Linked DNA regions of Capsicum annuum: region 2 is linked to region 1. Evidence: chromatin contacts called from public Hi-C data. All regions are on one chromosome and are shown on one strand. Each heading gives the region's core, a stretch centred on a gene start, on an enhancer-like site or on the middle of the called end of the contact. The rest is flanking DNA. Distances are from core to core; before and after follow the strand shown. Region 1 holds the start of LOC107879093. Region 2 overlaps LOC107838938 (a long non-coding RNA gene).

Region 1 (6,785 bases), core at 3,848-6,347:
TAGTTGGATACTGGCATAAAAAGAGGAACAACACTTAGAGTCTGTGGAGTACCATAAACAATGTCGGTACCACTAGAGCATCTACACCCACAATTAGAGGAACACCATAGACAGGCTCTTGAACAGGCGGAGGTACAACACTTAGAGTTGGAGAAACACCAGGTGCACTCAAAGGAACACCCTCCAAATGAGTCAGCAAGCGTATCAATAACCCCTCAAAGATTGGGTAAAAGAACTCTGTAGGACTTGAATGGGTCCCACATCTCTAGCATACTCAGGCTGAGGCTCAAAGGAGAGCCCTCTAATAGTACCTCTAGATACGGAAGATCCTCATGCCCATCCTCTATCTCAGACCCATTTATGACCTGCAAGTCGTCCTCTAGATTGAGCTCTCTCCTCGGATGATGGTTTAACATCTCTAACCTCATAAGATCTAGTCCTCACCATCTGTGCAGAAAGAATTCAATATGATTTAGAACACAAGGTATAAAAGAATTGGCACAATATGGAACAAAATAAGGGAAATTTCCTAAAGATATCTTATAGCCTCTCAGAGATAGATACAAATGTCTACATACCAATCTGTGAGACTCTACTAGACATCTTGTTCTTACAATGTTGAGACCAATGAACCTGGTGGCTCTGATACTAATTTCTCGCGATCCAAAAACTAAGGGTCATGATGGCACTTGTTATGGCAAGTCTTGAGAGTAAGCCTATCACCCAAACTGACATGAAATAAGAAAACAACACCAAGACCCAAGGTAAGACTTCTAGAACAAAGTTGAACCATATGTATACAATATTAGCGGAAAATACATAGCACTAACACCATAAATACATAGCACTAACACCATAAATCACCCTAAAATTTATTGTCACCATGTAAGAACCAATTAAGTACATCTCAAAGTTAAAATATACAACTGATAGTCCAAAAAAGAACATAATATATCTCTGAATACTAAAACAAGACATAAACCAAATAAGAGCAGATAGTAGATCAACTCTAGAAGCATAGACTGACCGCTACCTTAAAAATACTCCAACACTACCCGAAATCAGCTATCGTGCGGTGAACTCGTACCTCGATCTGTATCGAAAGGGTGTGGTAGGGATGTGTATGATCCATTTATACTAGGTAAGTTCATAGACAGACTGATAAAAGTAGAAAATAAAGTATATAAAATACACACTATGGGCACATCACTTGTAATTAGAAAATATCTCAAACGGTAGCCCACACCTTCTCCACTAATAGTTCTAAAGTATACATATATACCAAATACAAGTACAAAAAAGAAGCAAATGATATATACACATCAAATTAAACACGAAGGTACAACACAAGAAGTAAAAAATGTATAAAATGCAATGTGAATAATAATGATACGATGGATGAGGTTGTTACACAACCTCCGTATACACCTACTGAGATGTGCTCCTGAGGTAGGATCCATGACGAGTTCGACAACCCATATACAATTCAATAACCAATACCAATTCAATATCCATAACTCTTCTCTAGCACATGCATCGACAAAAGGTTATTAATGATGTCATATTTTCTGTGAGAAAAAATTAGTATTTCTACAATGGTACTGATTATTTCTACAGTGGTACCGATGTTTTATGAATTTATATAATATGAGGATGTAATGCTCACAATCAATCAGAATAGAAATTTCCAAATCCAACCAATATATCAAGCACGTGAGCCAAAAATCCACTAATAAGCCAACCATCCATGATCCAATATAATCCATATGCCAATAAAGTAAGATATGTAATAATATGACATTGATACCACATTGACCCCAACTTAAGCAATTTCCACCAAAAAGAGTACAACCAATTACATAAATACCAGACCAATAACATCATATAAGATCCTACACGGTCACACATAGCAAATAATGTCTCAAAATTACCAAATAAGAACAACATAGGTCCCCAGATGGGCACAAAATAATAATAAATCCATTTTCATGATTAGTTTCCATACCTATAACATGTTTTTATATCAGCATTAGATGGAGCCTTATCTTTACGAACAGACACAAAATCAACTAAAACATACAAATATACAACATATGCATTAAAAGAAAGCCAATGATGCTCATATTGCTCATTTTTAGTCGGGAACAAAATAAATCCCTAAGATGGATTTTTGAAGAAGTAGGGTAAAATCAAAATTTTAGTTCATAAATATATTTTCCATAATTAAAGCAAGTCATAGAAGAAAAGCTAAGTAAAAATGGGTTGGAATTGGAGATTATATTGAAGAAATACTAATTTAGGTCTTCCGATCCAAAATCTCAAATTCAACTTTTGAAATCGAGTTTTAACAAGCTTTAAATGACAAAAATCAAAGAAAAATAATTGAAATGCGGATTTGGAGCTTACCCAAGCTTGAAAATTAAAGAAATCGCCCAAAAAAATCTAAAACTTGAAGCTCCAAGTATTAAAAATAGTGGAAAAATCGATAATGGGATATATATATTACCTAGATATCGCTTAAGTAGACACTATGCTGCTTAAGCGACCAAGTGCCACTTCCGTGACACCCGCCCCATCTGCACGCATCGCTTAAGCGGACCTAATGTTGCTTAAGCGACACTTGGCTGGTTAAGCCAGGTAGCTTAAGCGACTGGCTGGCCGCTTAGCAGTCTCCGCTTAAACGGCCCTTGGGTCGCTTAAGCAGATGCACCAATTGAGTGGTGCATCAACTAGAGACTTGGAGAATCCCCACAGATCCCTCGGGATCATTTGAAATCTCGAGAATACAGACGAACTATGCTACCCTATAAAATTCGACGTTTCAAACTCAGTGGCAATATCAAATTCTTAAAAAGAAATTGTTTTCACAAAACTAACCCCCAGAGACCTAATTTCATAACTTTTTGAATCGAGGGTCGAAATGAGATACCAAAACTGTAAAATCACACCAACCATGTTATCAACCTAAAATCAATGTTTTAAATCTGTTGGTGCAGTCCGTTTTGTCATCCGATGCACAAAATAATAAAATGTTGATTGAAATCAACTATAAAGCCTTTTGTAACCTCTAAAAGTCATAAACTAGTACAAATCATACTAAAATGTATTGAGAATTATGCCAATCATCCCGATACTAGAAATGCCACAAACCAACTACAAGGAGGCGTAAAATGGTTAAATCACACAAAAGTAAATAATTTACAAAATCACCAAAAATAAAGTCATCACACTACTTAACACATCTTAATGCTAAGATTTAAGGGAATTAACTTGCAAAATCAACAATAATGTAAGCCATGTAATCCCACAAAGTGGGGTCTGGAGAGGGTAGAGTCTACGCAAACCTTATCCTTATCTTGTACAAATAGAGAGGTTATTTCTAATAGACCATCGACTTAAATAAAACATGTCAAAGAGTGTGAAATTGGAGATATAGATATGAGAGAAGTAACAACAATGAAATAATATGAAAGGGAGAACGTTATACAACAAACAGGGGAAAATGTCCTATTTGAATTTATATTTCTTGAAAATCTCTTCACCTGTACAAGCTCTTCCTCCTCGATCTCCGTGCAGATATTCTGCATATTCTCTATCACAATAAGTTGAATCAAAGATAGAAACTTCAAATTCCATTTTTCCTTCATATCTAAACATCAATATATCTCCCAATTGCACATCATTTTCCTCTATAAATTTTCTCCAACCTTTTTCGAATCGTTTGTCATTCAGCTTAATCCGCCACTCTTTACTAGCCCTTTTCAGTTTTACATGTTCAATATGATCTTGTCCCTTTAGATACTTTAAGACACATGAGAATTTTCTACAGCACAACATAAATTTGACTATTTTTCTACCTGAGTTAAATAATTATAAAATAATATTCATATGGGAAATTATGGTGTTGAATTTGTTCTGGGAGAAATTCTTTCTTCATTTTATAATGCATGTAACATATATAGTAGACGAAAAAAAATAGGTAGTTTGATGTACTAAAACTTTCTCTATATACGAATCGAGGGAAGGATCGAAACACAAGGTTCCATTGTAGACAAAGGAAAATTGAAAGAAAAAATGAACCAAAAACGATAACTCACAAGACCATGCTTGAAACCTGGCTAAACAAAAAAAATGGGGTTTCTTTGGAGGGATTTTCATAGCAATCACTTAAAAATATGCAGATACTGTGGATAAAAAATGTCCTTAAGGTTTTGTGATTGATATAAATTGCAAGTGTGAAACTTCAGGTGAATCTCAATAGCTCAACTGCTTTGAACCTTCATCTCACTCTGTTTGGATGTTTGTTTCATACTTCCTCCGTTCATCAATACTTGCCCTCTATTGATTTGGCACACACATTGAGAAATAATAAATGATACACGTAATTTATCATATTATTTTTTGAATGTAATAAATTTAATGCTTTGAAAAATGTATTAAATAATGAATCATATTTAATACTAAGGGTAAAATGAATAGAAATGGGTAAATTATTCATTGATTTTTGATTGGTCATTTATTTTTAATAGAGTGAACAAGTAAATGGACTAAAGAATTAAAAGCCAATCAAATTATCCCAAACCAACCAAAAAAATATGTCCGTTACAAATATGCTCCCATATATTCCCCCCCTCCCAGTCCCACTTCCATCAACTCCTTTTACTTAGGGTTTTGAGGTTACTGTTAAGCCCTGCAATTTCAATCCTAAAAATCTCCTCCAATGTGCCTATCAACAAGGTGTTGACAGAATCAGTCAATCACTTTTTGGCCTCGTACCGAAATGGAAGTTCCGATTTCTCTGTTTTTCAGTCAATTTTCTTCCGTTTAATCCAAACAATGCCTGACCCCCCTCTTGAAATTACATGGTTTTACTCTGCTGTCACTTTTCACACCTCAAAAAAGTCAGCTGCTTTTACCAAAACCATTCCTGCTAAAGACTTGTTTCACTTGCTAATTTCGTGTTCTGGTTCGTGCAACGGGACCAAAAAGATTGCCTTGCTTGCCCCGTTACTCTACTTTTTGTATGATATAATCAGGGGCGGACCTACATATAATTTCGGGGTGCTCCGACACCCAGGAAAGTCGATGCGGAATAGATATAATTACATAAAAAATATACGAAAATATTTATAAAACATATAAATGCGTCCACTGGAACAAAAGTTGGTTAGGTGCACTGACATTTAAGTTGATCTTAAGCTTCTCCACTAAAGGGACGTCCGAGTTTGTGGAGGTGATTTTTTATTTTTTATTTTAGCTTTTTAATTTTTTTAAGCACCTACAAGTCTTAAATCCTAGGTCCACCACTGGATATAATTTGTGAGTTTTCGCGAAATGGGTTGTGCTTGACTATTGAAATTAAGGACTTGTTTGAGAAAATTGTTGATTATAAATGCATATGTTTGGTTAATCCCAAAAATGGAAACGAGTTTAATGAGGATATTGTCTGTCTTGAGGAATTGGTTGGGGTTTGGATGGTTGATCGGGTTGGAAAATGTGCTAAACTTGAGGAGAACTTACGCGTTTTCGTTCCGATTGTTAGTGTTGATGTTCACGAGGGTCAAAAGATGAGGTGTGGGATCCGGGAGTTAGCTGGTATTGTAATGTGTGAGGTGTTCTTGCTTACTTTGTCTTTGAAGTGCAATATGAGGTTTGTAAATGAGGAGTTTCAAAAGGATGCATGAAACTGGGCAATTCAGACTCTAAAACAGTTCCAAAATATTGAATTTTTAGGTTTGCTCTTGCTAGTTAATATCTCTTTGAAAAAGTTCAAGTTTCATTACCTGATTATGTATCATAGCTCATTGTTTTTTTTTGTCATTACTGTTAGTATGTAATTTCTGTACAGTAACATCACCTTGCTATTCCGACCAGTCATAAAGAGATTACAAAATTCATAGCAAATTCTGTGACTAGACTAGATGAGCAGTACTGGCAGCCTAGTAATAAGTCTGGCATAGTTTTCTATGGGGCTTTAGGAGGATACCTGAGTTATTGGCTCACTAAAATTGATTCACGTAATATGCACCCAAGGGTGTGGCTTAGTGGTTCAATGAAGTTGGGTTAAGCACCATGAGATCTCAGGTTCAATTCCCAACAGAGAAACACTGTAAGATTTCTTTCATTTGTTCTAGCCTTGGTGGACAGAGTTATCTAGTACCTGTTGCTGGTAGGAGGTGACAGGTATCTTGTGGAATTAGTTGAGGTGCGCGCAAGCTGGCCCGGACACTACGGTTATCCAAAAAAAAATTAGTCGACATAATATGCTTATATTTTCTAATAACAAGAACCAATTAATACTAATCTATAGTGTTTTTTCCTAATGTCTTTCCATGTTTCTAAATATATAGTTTTTAATTGCGCCATATTGTCTACATCATATGAATAACTCAATATCATTGTTCCTATATTTGTTTGTCTTTCCGTGCTAATTCCTCTTTTTATCAATCAATTGAAGAACTAATTAGCTGCTGGAGTGTTGAAAACAAATCGATTTATTCATTCCTTGAAAGAAAAGAACCATCGTGTTGAGGACAACCCTTCATAGGAACTTGCTTGTCACTCATTTTGTTTGAGTTGATATTAGTTTTCCGTGATGCCTTTACTGTATCACCATGGTTGGTTTTACACCCTTAGACTTTCATCTTTTATTATGACGCCCTTAGGAGTTAGCTAGACTTTGGGTCCAGTGTATTGGGATCAATGTATCCTCATTGCATGTAGTGTGACTTATATTTCTTTTGCTAGTCACACCTGGAATTTATGGATATAAATATTGATGTGCA
Region 2 (6,287 bases), core at 1,301-3,800, 140 kb before region 1:
CTCCATGAGATAGGGATAAGGTCTATATACACACACTCTATTTTCTCCAAATCTTACTTTATTGATTTCACGGCATATATTGTTGTTGTTGTTGTTGTCATTGTAAATTTGATGATCCATTACTATGTTGATTTGCTTCACTTGAGTTGAGGGTCTTTTGAAAACAACATCTCTATCTCACTCCAAGAGGTTGGGGTAAGGTCTGCATATACACTCTATTTCCCCCAAACCTCACAATGTGATTACACGGGATATGTTGTTATCACCGTAAATTTGATGATCAAATGGCTGTAATACAGGATGCTGGAACATGAAAATGGATTGGGAAAACAATTTAGCAACAGTAAGTATACATTCAATCAAAGATTTGATGATCCATTACTGCATTGATTTGCTTCACCAGACCCAAGGCTCTTTCATAAACAACCTCTCTATCTCCTTCAAAGAAGTAGGGGTAAGGGCTACATATGTACACTCTATTCTCCCTAAATCTTACTTTATGTGATTACATGGGACATGTTGTTGTTATCATAGATTTGATGATCCAATGCCTCTAATACAGGATGCTGGAACATGAAAATGGATCAAGAAAACAACTTGGTAGAAGATTGACATGAAATCCTTGGCAGAATCACTGAGATATCACATGAAGAGAGACGTCAAAATTTTGACTGTGAATGACGGAGGCGTTGTTTACTATTGAAGCAGAACGGTGACTGGAAATTATTTGTATCATACTACAGAGGTGTTCAGTGATGAAAATCCAAATGGTTCCATTGTTCTGTGAACAATTCTGGTAAGTGTTTAGAAACTTTTCTAGAAGTATTATTGTAATTGCAAATACTCATGATTGATTTCATATATTAGCAAAATTAATGCATGCACAACCTACTGCTTTTCTACATTCTTATTATTTCGCATTTTTTTTAATGTTATAAAGTGTGTTTCTTTGTTTTTCCCCTTCTGCATTCGGAAAGAGCTAAAGTAGTAATTCTTATTTGGGATTTTAGAAAAAGATGTGTAAAGTGCTTTGTTCTGATCATTCTGGTGATTTTCTCAAACATGTTGATATGCAAATCAATATTCTTGGTGTCTATGTTGCTCGGACTCTTTCGATCTGTTATAGGATGTGGATCCTCTAAAATTAGTATACCTCTGGAGGATCCAACACAGTTGTGGTAATATTTTTTTAGAGTTTGAACAACATATCTTGGTGTAACCTTTTTTTGCTTTTTTCTTCTTAAAAATTGCATTTTTCATATCATTGTATATTTATTGTTTGCAATATTATAATATGAAATAAGCAAAGTCACAGATTACTCAAACATAAAGTTTATAGGATACCTGAGAAGTTTGTGAAGTAGTGATTTACTTGTATGTAATTGATAGTTGAGATTTACGCAAATTAAAGTTTGTGGCCTTAAATTAAAGTTGTGTCAAATGTACCAAAATACCCTTTAATCTTGTGGTCCTAAACATGCCATGTGGAAAGTTGAAATTAAAGTATTGCCAAAAAAGGAAAGGAGTATTCTTTTTTAAACGTACTAAAAAGGAAAGTAGGTCATTCTTTTTCAAACGGAGGGAGTAATACAAATACAAAGTAAAAAATCTAAAACTCTCAACACTTAGTCTTTGATAAAAATAATAATCAAGCCCATTTCAACGTCAGCGTCCTCTTTTACAGTCACTGTCCAGACCCAAGGTGGATGCTGCATCTGTATTTGCTCGATGGCTTATTTCTGAGTTCTTGGAGTGTCCTCTAGTATGTATGATTAATAATGTGCAAGTAATGAACAAGTGGCAGGAGGTGCTTATAGTGTCGTCGTCGTGTTATTGACGTTTTGTCGACTCTAATCTATGTTTGAGGGGAAAACTCGAATAACCGGGGGACCTATGCTAGCAAGGCAACAACCATAGATGACTTGTGTGCGTAACTGATGAACTTTAAGCTATTACACATTATATTTTCAGGGATTGTATCTTCTTGTTTAATCATATTTGATAGGAATATGTTGACCTTTTTGTTTGAGAATTAATACTCTGCGAATCATTGTCCCATTAGTTGAAGAGGTTTCTCCATTGTGGTGTAATTGTGATTACCAAAAAGTATTAAGGACTATCCTATAAAGCTTGGAGGATGTTCGAATAATCTATTTCTCGAAATATGCTAATTTGATATGTTAATCTTTTGTTAAACCATGTGGAATCAACTTTATTAGAACTATGATAAATACTATGTATAGAACTTGCGGTATGTATCTTGCAACTCGCAACTTGCGGAATATTACATGTGGAATCAACTTGGAATATTAGATGTGTGGGTCTATTTTGCAAGGTTCAGTCAGATCTTGTAACCTTTTTCGATGGAAAATACTTTCAAGTAGTTTTATGTTTTAATATATTTATGTTTTACAACCTTATAATTCGAATTGAAATCAATCTAACGTATCGGACATAATCAATTCTTAATGTTGGGCCTGTACTGTCATGGGCCGTGCTCCTCTAGTAGTCACATAACATATGATGATACTGTTACAAGACGTATAATTCAATTCCATGTCAATTTGGATTGTGTTTATAAAATAATATGTCTAACCGGTCATCTTCTAATAAATATGACATCAAACTATTGTAATTACATGAGCACTTTTTCCTCATATCTTCTAATAAATATGACATCAAACTATTGTAATTACATGAGCACTTTTTCCTCATATGTTAATAATTTGAGAATTTTCTGATTATTAAATATTAGTATTAGTATTCATGCGACGTACGAATAATATTTAACAAAAATAAATTTGCAAATTTATCAAATAAATAAATGGGCATAAAATTTTTCTCTGTGTCAACCAACCAAGACTATTGAAGTGTGGTTCCGTTGAGGTTGATGATTATCCATCGTTTAACATCATCAGTTGTTTGAGAGTGAATATTGTTGGTGATTCAAAGTGTTGTACTCAACTTTTTTAGGTCATTTTCACGAGTTTTATTCAACTTACTTCACATTTCATGGATTATTACTTTAAACTTTTTTTTTTTAATACCAAATAGGAATCCAAAATGAAAATAAGAATACTCGGATATTTTTAAGATATAAAAGTCATAACTAAGAGCATTTTTGGATTGAATTATTTTAAGTGTTTTTAAATCAATAAAATTTTAAGCATTTTTTTTGTAGTATTTAGGTAAAACAAAAAAATATTTATAAGTTGGTTTTAACTCAAATCAAAAATTTAAAATCATACCTTATTATTTTTGTTTATAAGTCAAATGTCAATTCAAACACCCTCTATAACTTTATTCCACAGTGTATAACAAAATATATCATATTAAAATTTTCTTCATTTAAAATTTCAAAAAGTGCTTGTTGGAATTTGTCAAAAATCAAATAAATTAGCAAAACCATAGTGGCTTTATTCAAAACTCATCCAGTCAATTATAGTGAGAAAAACAATACTTCAATCGTTATTAGATACAAATTCAATTATATATTTTAATTATATCAAAGAACCAAGACATTGAATTCAACTATCAAATAAAAGATTGAACTTTCAAATATTTAAATTGAAAACATATTTAAAAATAAAAAATTTTCACTATTTATATTTAACTAACTTTACGTTTCATGGATTATTACTTTAAACTTATTTTTTATTACCAAATAGGAATCCAAAATGAAAATATGGATACTCGGATATTTTTAAGATATAAGTCATAACTAAGCGCATGTTTAGATTGACATGTTTTAAGTGTTTTTAGACCAATAAAAAATTTAAATATTTTTTGCAGTATGTATGTACAATAAAAAAGTATTTATAAGCACTTAGTTTTAAGTTAAATAAAAAAATTAAAAATCCTACCTTATTAATTTCTCTTAGAAGTCAAAATTCAATTCGAACACCCTCTAAAAATTTGTTCCCACAGTATATAACAAAATATATCATACTAAATTCCTTCATCTGAAATTTCAAAAAGTTGGAATTTGTCAAAATCAAATAAATTAAGAAAATTATATTGACTTTATTCAAAACTCATTCAATCATATATAGTGAGACAGACAATAATTCAATTGTTATTGGATGCAAATTCAATTAGATATTTTAGTTATATCAAAGAACCAAGACATTAAATTCAAATATTAAATGGAAGATTAAACTTTCAAAAATTTAAACTGAAAACATATCGAAAAATCAAATTTATACAAAAAAATAAAAATAAAAAAATAACGTAAACAATGCATTACGACTTAACTTATGAAAGAAATTCATTAATTAATATGAGAAAAACTATCTGTATCAATGCATCTTTGTTCATGATCAAGAAAACTAAATGACTAAACTGAGTCGCAAATGTCTAATGATTATATTTTGATACTTAGATAACTTTATTATTTGACTGATCATTCTTACAATAATATAAATTTAAAAACGCCACTAAAAACGCCACTAGTCCTAACAGAGGTGGATCTAGAATTTAAAGGTTGTGGGTTTCTAACTTATAATTTTTATCACTAGACCAATAACACACTTTGTTTGTGGGTTCTCAACTTATAATTCTTATATATTTACTAGTTTTTTCAATATAAATTCAAGAACCGTACGAAAGTTATAGGTTCTCGGAAACCCGTACGTAAAGCTGTGAATCCACCCCTGAGTCCTAATTGAATCAAAAAATATTTTCTAAGTGTTATAGCCACCCTCTTATTAGCAGAAGTTTGTATATTCTTTGGAACCCGTCAAAAATTCTAATTTCGATGGACTGCTTGGATTTACTTTGATCATCCAGGTACGCTTCGTATAATCTTAACTTTACCTTAATATTATATTAACTTATTGGACAAAAAACTTTACCTTGATGTCACTTGACTTAAATTTAGGCTAGGCTTTCCTAAATTTTATACCATAAATGAAAAACTCAAATTTTAGTAGCGAAAATAGGAACAATGTGGTTTAGATGGATTTTTGATCATTTTTGGTGATAGAAATTATTTTCATAATTATTGAGATTAAATAGTAGTGAAGTATTAAGTTCATGTGTTGGCTTAGACCTTCCTCCATATCAGATGAAATTAATACAAGTCAAAATGTATTTAATCGCTAGTTTTGATAATCTTCATTAATTCTCCTAAACTGAGTAATATATAGTTGGATCAATGTAACTAGAGTTGATTTTCACTTTAACTTAAACTAACAGTAGACTCTCCATCTGAGTTAGGTCTATAAAAGTTTATTGAGTAACTAATCTGTCATGGTATATGTGTATGACATGGGTAGTTCTCCAATCCCATCGATTGAATATTCAAGATACATGATTACATATATACTTAATGAGCCCTGAATTTTATTATTCGAGCTATTCGACATATTATGACCTGTTTAATGTGCTATATCTCAAGTCCTCTGTAGACTTTACTAACTCACTTATTGTTGTTTAATCCTTTTTTGACAGAAATAGACATTAACCTAAATAATGCATTATATAAATTGTGTCCTATGTTAGAAAAAATTCATTTTAGTTTCTAACTAAATAAAAGATGGATACTTAATTTGTAGGTATTGAGTTTGATAAATCGTATCTCTTGTTGTGCATTAATGCATTGATTCTTAATTATTGCTATATCTCTCATGAATTGAAAAATATTGATCTATCTTAGAGGATAAAAATATTCTTTAGAGTTGAATGAAACTTATCTGTACACTCAGTGGCAGAGTTAGAATTTTCACAAAGGAGGTTCATAAGTGAACTTACAAATTAACCAAAGGGAATTCAACATCTACAATATATATATATATATATATATATAGCATAATTTTTCCCCGAAGGGAGTTTGGATGAACCCCCTAATCGAAGAGTAGCTCTGCCCCTATGTACACTAAAGTCTATGCCATTCTTTTTAGATAGCACTTTGAGGATGATCAATTTAATGAAATTTAGAGTTCATTAAAGTGAAGACACTACCAACTTGCGAGTCCTATTAAGAAAAAAAAAATGACTAAGAGCGATTTTCTCTTAAAATAATTGATAGGTAACAATAAGTTAGAATTAATGCATTCTAATTTGTGTGGTAACATTAACTTTCAGGTAAGAGGTGATTTTGAATATTTTGGAACACTCACTAAAAATACTCATGATATGAATATATTTATTTGATGCTCCATAAGTCTGAATGTTTTTATAAACTCGAGATATTCAAGATAGAAATGAAAAAGCATCATGAAAAATATATTAAATCATTGTGATTTGATCGTAGTGGCGAATGAATCTTTGAAGAGTTCATTAATCAC

What was found. A called contact is a pair of places that touch in the nucleus more often than the background predicts.
Region 2: a contact with region 1 is called in a Hi-C map of placenta, with 2.8 times the contacts expected there. The contact joins the enhancer-like site here to the promoter of LOC107879093 in region 1. A contact is called at or near these places in 2 of 5 Hi-C or Micro-C datasets (leaf and placenta).

The regions. Positions count from the first base shown.
Region 1 is chr8:83,912,474-83,919,258 of UCD10Xv1.1, reverse strand. It overlaps LOC107879093, which reads left to right and starts at 5,097. Exons shown (of 5, transcript XM_047395730.1): 1 at 5,097-5,233.
Region 2 is chr8:84,051,609-84,057,895 of UCD10Xv1.1, reverse strand. It overlaps LOC107838938 (a long non-coding RNA gene), which reads left to right. Exons shown (of 9, transcript XR_001664906.2): 7 at 300-454; 8 at 563-796; 9 at 1,685-2,196. Among protein-coding and RNA genes, the nearest start is that of LOC107838938, 7.7 kb to the left of the region's middle. Within about 2 kb of position 2,550, at least 3 of the 5 cell types and tissues checked have an H3K27ac peak or open chromatin away from gene starts, as enhancers often do. A contact at or near this core is called in leaf, where this site is marked.